2 separate regions of the Ovis aries genome follow, and region 1 is linked to region 2. The links are chromatin contacts, called in public Hi-C maps. All regions are on one chromosome and are shown on one strand. Each heading gives the region's core, a stretch centred on a gene start, on an enhancer-like site or on the middle of the called end of the contact. The rest is flanking DNA. Distances are from core to core; before and after follow the strand shown. Region 1 has its middle 260 kb from the start of FAM43A. Region 2 overlaps XXYLT1 (xyloside xylosyltransferase 1).

Evidence for each region. Hi-C and Micro-C count contacts between places; a contact is called where the count stands out from the background.
Region 1: a Hi-C map of hypothalamus shows a contact between it and region 2, with 2.0 times the contacts expected there. The contact joins two enhancer-like sites. A contact is called at or near these places in 3 of 16 Hi-C or Micro-C datasets (hypothalamus, muscle and tail adipose tissue).

What each region holds. Positions count from the first base shown.
Region 1 is chr1:193,420,689-193,425,663 of ARS-UI_Ramb_v3.0, reverse strand. No RefSeq gene overlaps it. Among named protein-coding and RNA genes, the nearest start is that of FAM43A, 260 kb to the left of the region's middle. Within about 2 kb of position 2,128, at least 29 of the 54 cell types and tissues checked have an H3K27ac peak or open chromatin away from gene starts, as enhancers often do. A contact at or near this core is called in hypothalamus, where this site is marked.
Region 2 is chr1:193,274,704-193,279,319 of ARS-UI_Ramb_v3.0, reverse strand. All of the region lies in intron 3 of XXYLT1 (xyloside xylosyltransferase 1), which reads right to left. Among named protein-coding and RNA genes, the nearest start is that of XXYLT1, 140 kb to the right of the region's middle. Within about 2 kb of position 2,774, at least 10 of the 54 cell types and tissues checked have an H3K27ac peak or open chromatin away from gene starts, as enhancers often do. A contact at or near this core is called in hypothalamus, where this site is marked.

The DNA.
Region 1 (4,975 bases), core at 879-3,378, 150 kb before region 2:
AGGATTCAGACACGAGCAGGCTGACTCCTGAGTCATCACTCATTACAGGTACTATGCCCCATCTTTCAAGTTGAGGGGGCCCAGCAGGGATGATTATTAAGCAGGGAAGGAAAGGCACGTCCACCCCCTACTTTGTGTCTGGACCGCAGGAACAAGGTCAGCAGCCTGGATTCAGAAGCCTCTCCACCCACCAGCCCCACTGCCCAGTTGCAAAGAAGGGCCCTCCAGAGAGTGGCCAATCAGCAAACCTGTCCACCAGCATTAAGCATCGCAGGTAGACACACAGCCAAGCAGATGGAGGGAGACATGCTGACCGTGCTGAGGGACTGCTCTGGAAAATGTCGGTCTCCATCCCAGCCCCAGTGTTTCAAGTCGCCAGGCACTGGAATCTTCCCCAAGAGTGGCTCATTCCAAAAAAGAAAAGAGAGGAAAAGCACAGCCCGAACCATTCCTCATCTGGGGGCTGCATTCAACAAAGGAAACTGCAGTTCTTAAGGAAGCAGGTGCTCTCTGGCTGGGATGACGCCAAGCAGATCCCGGAAGCCCCATCAGTCCTCAGGAGCAGTTAGCCTCCCTTTGGGACACCTGGTTCATTGCTGATCTCTCCCTTGGCTGAGAAAGACGGCTCTGTACTATGATCTCCTCCACCTGCCTGCCAGGGTCCCTCTCTGGGAAATGTCAAGTCTGCCACCACTTATGCCCCTTCCTCAGCTCACAGCCATACCTAGGCCACACTGCCACGGCAGGCCCTCCTAACACTCATCTAGCCTTGACTGTGGTCTCCAGACACCACTACCCCCATATCCTCTGGGCACAATACCACCAGAGAAAAATTAGACACAGCCTCTACCTTGAAAGAACTCAAGATTAGTGAGGGAGATAAACTTGTACACAGAAACCTTAGTAGAGGCCAGGCGTGATAAGGGCTATAATGGAGCTAAAGCTACCATTTATTATGGGAGTGTTTTCTCTGTATGGAGCACTGGCCCATTCCCATTTCCCACATGGCCCTGTCAAGTCTTTGAGGGTCCTTTACCCCCATGGGGCCTGTCCCCTTGCTGTCCTTCCCTACAGCAGCTGGAGGCTAGGAGGCTCAGGTCTTCACCTGAAAAGTCTGGCTCACATGTTCAGCGGATCTGGAATTCACTGGGAGCCAGGAGATGGTTCTCACCTGTCCTGCTTCCTCAGGGTTGATGCAGAGCCCCCTTTCCACCTCAGCTTCTCCCATCTCCTCACCATGGGGCCCTGCTTCATCCTGTAGAGATCCCAGGACCCCTGCCCAGCAAGTCCCAGTTGTCTTGGATATTTGCTTTTCTCTCAGTTAAACAGATCTCTGTCTTGCTGATACTGACTGCATCTCAAAGCCTAACTATGATGCTGAATTATCACTCCTTTTAAGAACAGGGATAGGGGAGGGGAACTGGAGGAAGGGGAGATATACATGGATGGAGAGGACCAAGACTTTCCTCTTGCTTCTTGGTGCTGAGAATAAAAGACTGAAGGGGGAGTTCTGGGGAAACTGGGGCTCAGAATGGTCCAATAACCTGCCCAAACTCACATATCTAACTCATGGTGAGGCGGGGACCCTACTTCTGACTTTATCAGAAAGTAGGTGAGAATGAGAAATTGGTGGGGCGGGGGTGGGTGGGAGAGGTGGGCTCATCAACCAGGCTGGGCAGAGCCTACCCCAAGCTGCTCACGGTGGGGGTTTAACTCACTCCCTCCCTGGTCCATGCAGGACTCCAGCAAGAACCTAGAATCACACCCCAGGGGAAGACAGGCAGGAACTCTAAAGGCTGAGCAGGGCGGGCTGCAGAGTTGCCCCAGGACCCACTTACCCTGGCCTCCTGCCATACACTTACTAGGGCCAGCTCAGCCCAGGCAGGGTTCCAGGCCCTGAGAAGGACACAGATACATCAGACATGCCCCTGACCTCTAGGAGTTCACAGCCTCCTGAGGGACACAGATTGCTACTCTGGAAGCCACACCACCCAGAAAGCCTGCAGTAAGACACCGGGGTCAGTTGTCAAGTCACTGTTCTGGGCCCGAGCCAGGATTCCATGCCCTCCCTCACATGGCTTTGCCGGCTAGCGCTGTGTAAGCTATGGCGATAGGGGGCGCAAGAAGGCCCCTACGGGCTGGAGGCGGAGAGCCGGCTTACTCTTTCCTGTTTGTTCCCCGTCTGCTTCCTGCAGGCTTCCTGTTTCCGTGAACACCATCCCACCGCTATTCTTCCCCCGGCCCCAGCCAAGGCCAAACTGGAACAGCAGCTGACTCCAGTTTGCAGCTTTTCCAGCTCCTGCAGAACCCGTTTCACCCCACCCTGACCGCCAAGAGACAATGTTAACAGCCAGCTGGCGCCCCTACTGGGAAGGTCTGGTTCCAGGCACGCGGCCCTCCTTCCTCCCAAGTATGAGTTCCAGCTCTGCAGAGCTCCTCCTCTGTGCTTTGCTCCTTCAGCCAGGGGAATGGTGGCTGATTCCTGAAGTTGCCACCACTGTCGTCCTTGGGGGGCGGGGGGGGGTCTCCTTTTTCAGTTATCTAGTTAATTTTATACCCAACGGTTCTGTCTGTCAAGTTCTTTCTGTTCTTGTTACAGTATGTGTGTGTGTGTGTGTGTGTGTGTGTGTGTGCCCTGCTCAGTCATGTCCCGGCTCTTTGTGACCTCATGGACTGTAGCCTATCAGGTTCCTCTGTCCATGGAATTTTCCAGGCAACAGTACTGGAGTGGATTGCCCATTTCCTCCTCCAGGGAAACTCCGGGACTCAGGGATCATACGTGCATCCCTTACAGTCTCCTGCATTGGCAGGGGGATTCTTTACCATTGCTCAACCTGGATAGTGGGTTTCTGTTGTTTTGATCTCTCACAATATTCCTCTGACCTCACTCTGATAACAATATCCCCTCATTTACGAAAATGCTACACACACACACAGACACACACACACAGACACACAGACACACACACACCACCACCACCACCACCACCACCACCACCACCACTACCACCACCACCACCACTACCACCACCACCCCCAACCCCACCCCACCCCCTTGTTCCATGGGATTTGACTGCCAGTGGCTACAACCCTGCTGCCCTAACCTGGCCTGGATATGGTGTAGGTCCCAGAGGTGGATATGTGGCCTAAGCCAGCCAATTAGAGCCTCTCCTGAGACTTGTGTACACTGAAGTTCTTTCTTTTAGGGCCACTAACAGGAGTGGTTTCAGCTGGGTTGTCTGCAGCCATGCAGACTCCTCTCCCCCGACTCCCATGCCAAATATTTCTATTTGTAATAGAAAAAATAAAAAAGAAGACAAATTACAAAGAGAGAAAAGTGATTGGGCACTGAAGGATATCAGCCCTGCGATTTCTTTGGTGGGAATGATGCTGAAGTTGAAACTCCAGTACTTTGGCCACCTCATGCGAAGAGTTGACTCATTGGAAAAGACTCTGATGCTAGGAGGGATTGGGGGCAGGAGGAGAAGGGAACGACATAGGATGAGATGGCTGGATGGCATCACGGACTCGATGGACATGAGTCTGAGTGAACTCCAGGAGTTGGTGATGGACAGGGAGGCCTGGCGTGCTGCAGTTCACAGGGTTGCAAAGAGTTGGACACGACGGAGCGACTGAACTGAACTGAACTGTTGAAAGAAAGCTGACATCATTGAGCCTGCAATCCAGACACCTAATGTCCATTTTACCCCTGTCTTTCCCAGTTTCCTGAGTCCAAAATTCCACTTCGTATTAAAGCAAGTGTGAGTTGGGTTTCTGTCACGTTCTACTGAAAGAGCCCTGACTAATATGGCTGAGGAAAAACTCCTCAGAAGTGAGTTGTCTAGAATCAGGGTGAGTCAGGACCTTGTCTGGTGGGATTCCTCACCAGGTATAGCAAACCCTGTGCAACATCTCCACCACACAACAGCCCCGAAGACACCAGAAGACAGCTTGCCTGTCCCTCTGGACAGAAGCAAAGAAGCTCAGGAGAATAAAACTAACCAGAGCACAAAAAGTTCTAATGGAGATTCCGTTTATGAAGTGCCTAGTTGTTTAGTCAACCATAGCTGAGCCAGGACCCAGCTGAAGAAGCAAAATCTAAGAGGAATTTAGGCAACGAAAGAGTCAAGAGTACAGTCCAACTTCCACCCTAAGGTCCTGAGCATAATTCTGCACTATACTGTTTTTCTCCCTCCCAGATTTGTGGAAAAAATATGTAGACAATATGTGTAGTGTAATTCTATGGTTAAATAAGTATTCCTTCTTTCTGTTCGTGCATGCCAAGTCTCTTCAGTTGTGTCCAACTCTTTGCGACCCCATGGGCTGTAGCCTGCCAGGCTCCTCTGTCCATGGGATTCTCCAGGGAAGAATACTGGAGTGGGTTGCCATGCCCTCCTCTAGGGGGGTCTTCCCAACCCAGGGATCAAAATCGGGTCCCCTGCATTGCAGACAGATTCTTTACCAACTGAGCCACCAGGGAAGCCCTCTTTTTGGGAATGTTGGGCTTCAAAGCTTGCTGAGATCAAAACAATGCTAATCCAGAAACTTTCCCCCTTCCTGTAGGACTGGGTCACAGGGACCTTAAAGACCATTTAGTCCACTGCTACCCCTCCTCACTCCCATCCCCAGAGAAGGAAACAGCCTCATCACTGAATCACACACCTAGTGACCCTCTAGGTCAGAAACAGTGCTCAGGTCTCCTCTCATAATGTCAGGGGTCTGACTGAACAGAAACCTCACAAAACTCAGAGGCTTTGCAGCCGCCACCTCTCGGTGTCAGTCTGACAGGATTTCCTGCAAGGTCCTTCTAGGAGGAACAGGGTAGCTGAGGGCCCTGGGTAGGCCTGCAAGGCCATCCTCTCCAGCTGTGGTCATTTGTATGGGGTTTCCCAAGAACAGGAGCTTCTGCCAGCTATATTTGCAAATTTCTTCTCTGCACTAGATATTCAAACAAAAACACAGCTAAATCGCACCA
Region 2 (4,616 bases), core at 1,525-4,024:
CTTGTTGGTCCCTGCCCGCCAGGATCCAAGGAGGCCCCTCATGGCAGAGCAATGCAAATGGCAGATAATCATAGGAAAGGATGCTCAGACTCAACGGGAGCCAAAGAAATGAAAATCAAGCCAACCGTGAGCTATTACTGTCTACCCATCAGAGGGCCAACACTGACGAGGAAGCAACAACTCATGCTGTAGGGGAGGAGGGACAGGTACTCTCCCCACCTGCTAATGGGGATGAGAACTATTTTGGGGAACATCTTCTGGAAGCATCTATCAAAAATAAAAATACCATACCCTTTAGCTCAGCACTTTTACTCTTGGGAATCTCCCCAGGGGAAATAAAAGCAGTAGTTCACATATACAAGGATGTTTATGGAAGCAGCCTATGGATGTTTATAGAGATAATTATTTGCAAATAAAAAGCTGGAGACAAAGTGCATACCGATCAATAAAAGAATGGTTGAATAAAATAAAGTCCATCCCTTCTAGGGAATAAAAAGGATGAAATAAGAGGTACACTGGCTGACTTGGGGGGTTTTTCTATGAAGTACTGTTGAGAAAAGCAGTGTACAGTGACTGCGATGACTATGGTCCCATTTTTGTAAAACAGTTTCTTTAAAAAAATCTTGTACACAACTCTATGTGTTCATGTGTGTGGGTTTAACTGTATAATTTTTATAAGCATAAATAAAATATGGAAAAATTCCAAGTTATTAAAATGAGTTATTTAGTGTGGAACTCGCACAGGGAAATGGAACAAAACCCAAAACAACCAGTGCCTCTCTCCCTATGTCCTCCCTATGAGTGTGTGAGACAGACACACACACATACATTCCCGCACTGAAGAATGATGAAGTATGAAAAGGTCACAGTTCACACTCTCCTCCATCCACGCTTCCAACTTACAAGGCGGCTAGAAGGGCAGACCTGCCACTCCGCACGCTGCTGTTTCCAGCAAACTTCTCCCACCGCCTGCAAGGTGTGAATCTGGAAATGAAATGTTGTATATTCTCCCCTCTCCCGAGAACCCATTAGAATAGCCAAGAGTCACAAGAGCTCAGCTGCACACAAACTAAGCTTTCCTTTTCTATAGAAAAGGCCTGTCTTTTTAAGGCCCTTGTTACTATCGCCACCACTACTATCCTCCCCACCCAGAGAAATGAAGGCTAAGACCAGAAGCACAGGCCCCATGTAGGCAGAGAGGCCAGTGGCCTGCTCTTTCTCTGATCCTCTTCATCCTTTGGGTAGCCTCCCAGAGCTCCGTCCTAGATTTGCTCAGTCCTTGCAGACATCTGTCCCCAAAGGCCACCATGGAAGGCGCCATCAGAGGCCAGTAGGTGTAAAGGGAAATGGCTATCTCATTCCCCACCCGGGGGGTCATTCCCCCCTCCTCATCAGAGGAACACACCATTTCCAGAGAGAGAAAATTCACCCTGCCTCGGACAACATATTCTTTTTTTCTGAAAACTCTGCTTTTTAATGAGTTCCTCTTTACATCATGGTGATTGTTGGCCTGTCCGAGTTTCTACTCTCTGGTCTAAGCCCTGCCCCACCTTCCGGAGCCATAAGGAACAAGCGCATTTCCTCTCTTACATGAGGACAGGGATCATGCCCCCCTGGGTTCTCTCTTATCTTGACTAAACATCCCCCGCTCTTCAGACTGGTGCTGAGCATACATCTCAGGAATTTCCTGATGGCAGCTCAAGCTGTTACTCTTCCAGTCAAGCCTGAGGATTTTGACAGACAGGATACCGGCAAAAAACCCACGTGCCCAAGGGGTCCAAAGGAATGACTCTGCACCATCTCTGGCAGAAAAAACTTGAAGGAGATACAGAGCAGGTTGGGGAGGAAGGCGATTCCAAAAGCCCTTCCTCTGAAGAATGTGAAAGAAGCCCACCACTGGTGTTCCAACACAAATCACTGCAACCCAGCTTCCGGGCTCATCCCCAAGCTCATCCCTCCAAGCTTGTCTGGTCTTGACTTACACAGGGAAGGCTGCACAGACTAAATCGGGGGTGAGCAAGGCCAGAGGAACCGAGAGAGGCAATTAAGATGTGTGTCCTGGAGAAGGCAATGAGCATCTTGGCTCCCTTACAGCTGCTTGCTGAAGGGCTGGGGGCAAGTGCGCTGGATATGCCAGGCTCATCAGCTGGCTGTGGGCACAGGGCTGCCGTGGAATAAATGAACCAATTCAGAATTTAGGGAGACCTGGTATTTTAGAGCCTCAATCTTAGAAAGAGCTATCAAGGATAACAATAACAGTGGGTCCACAGCATTTTAGAATTTCCCAAGAGGTGGAGGCAGTAAGGCTTCAAAATTTCGTTCCTTGAAGGAGGAATCTTGGTAGGGTTTTAAGAGCACTGTGTTCCTCAGGGATCTGCTAGTTATCAGCTGAGCAATATCGGGCGGGCAGGTCACTTACCTGCTTAGAACCTCAGCTCTGCCTTCAATAAAAATAAAAATTGCTTCCACGTAACAAAACAGAAATACGGATCCAATAAGGGGAAATTACTATGTACACTAGATTGCAGCGTGACTGGCAGCTGAAAGTATCCAGTAAGAGACTGGGGAGCTAGTAACTAACATGAAACTATGGTGACTGGGTGATAACTTTGAGCCGCTTTCCTCAACGAGATGAAAAGAATGGACTAGATGGAAACTCAGTGAGCATGAAAGCTGATGACAAGCACAAACGGGCCCCTAGCCCTGGCCCTGCACAGAGGAGGAGCCTGCCACCAGGAGATGGTCCGAGGACATTCCACAGCCATCAGCTGGATGCTCCCAAGAGAGAAGGGGCCGTTTCATCCCCACTCCCCTGGAACAATGCTGAGTCTCTTGAATGCCTCTTTTGTTCCGTGCAGCACAAAAATCACAAACATTTTTTAACTATCCTGGGTTTTTTGAGCTGTTTGTTCTTTTCTCAAAGGTCCTAAGATCACAGAAAGGCTTCCAAGAACAATAGCTGGTAACCTGCTCTGTGCAGTTGAAACAACAAGGCTGAGGGTTTCTGGCTGAAGGAGAGAAGGCTGGCCGAGGGGCCCAGGCAGGACCGGTGGGGTGCAGCCCTGCCCCTGAGCTCCCCCTGGGAAGGGGAGCTCCCACTGGGTCTGCAGGATTCCTGCAGGATGCCTTGGGCCCTTGCTGATTTCTCCAGGATCAGATTCCAGTCAAAACTCACATGGTCTCCTCCTGCTCTCTGAAAATGAGAAGCTTAGGTTTCTACCCTATCTGCTAAGGCCTCCATCAAGGCCCCAGGAAGGGGGTGATCTGTTCCAAGAAGGGAAGAGCCTAGATGTCCAGGAAAGGGCCTCACCCCTCCCACTTTGCTGCTGCTGCTGTTCTTTCCTCTTGGGGTGTCCTCCGTCCGAATACCTCTCTCACCCCTCTGCTGCCCAGATGTCCCCTCATGGACCACAGAGAAGGACAGCTTGGTAAGAGCCTCAGACTGTGCGTGGAAACATGGCTCCACTACTTCCTGGCTCTAAGGCTGACCTTGAATGAGCATGTTGACGATGCGCCTCAGTGTTCTCATCTGGAAAACGGGATTGAACAGAACTGCTATGAGGATTCAATAACATTCTGTTGCAGGAAGGGGGACCCCTTTCAGGGCCCGAAACTGGGTTCTTGTCTAACACTCGGAAATGAATTGTCCGAGGAGACACATGTGCTGACAAAGCAAGAGATTTTATTGGGAAAGGGTGCCCAGGTGGAGAGCAGTAGGGTAAGGGAAGCCAGGAGAACCGCTCTGCCACGTGGCTTTCAGTCTAGGGTTTTATGGTGATGGGATTAGTTTCCCGGTTGTCATTAGCCAATCATTCTGACTCAGAGTCCTTCCTGGTGGTGCACGCCTTGTTCAGCCAGGAGAGAAGGATTCTGGGAGGTGGTTGGACATGTGGTGTACCCTTTTGACCTTCCCGAACTCTTCTGGTTGGTGGAGGCTTATTAGTTATGTTCCTTACCAGAACCTCCTGTCGTAAAACAACTCATGCAAATGGTTACTGTGGTGCCTGGCCAGGGTGGGCGGTTTCAATCACTATGCTTCCCCTAACAATTGCATATAAATGCTCAGCACAGTGCCTGGGTCCAGGATGTGTACCAATAAATAGTAACTGTATCATTAACTGATGAGTGACTAAGCACAGGAAAGAAGGGGCTCCCTCTAGTGCAGAGAGGAAGTGAAGGAAGTCTGGGTCCCTGCATCAGAGCAGGTACAGAGAGGCCCCCAGGACCCCCTGTTCATCTCATCTCTGCTCCTTCACTTTCTACGAGCCTGCACACCCTCCCCAAGACCCTACAGGGCACAGATGCTCTGGGCATTTGCTCCTCTGCTGAATAGCCCTTGAAGGCCCCTTGGCTGCCCAGCCCAACCCACTCTTCCATCTTCTCTGGTCCCTAAACCTGCTCTAGATTTTCTAACCGATGGGGCTTGGGGCTGAGACATGTTGATCATACGCCAGAAAATGACACCTTGAACTAGAAAGGCTGAAGGCCTGCAGCTGAGACTCCATGAAAAATGGGGTAGAAACCTAAGCTTCACCCCAGCTCTGCCTTCAACTGACCATGAGAACTTAAATAAGGCTGCCCCTTCTGCAGGCCCCAGGCTCCTCATCTATAAATAC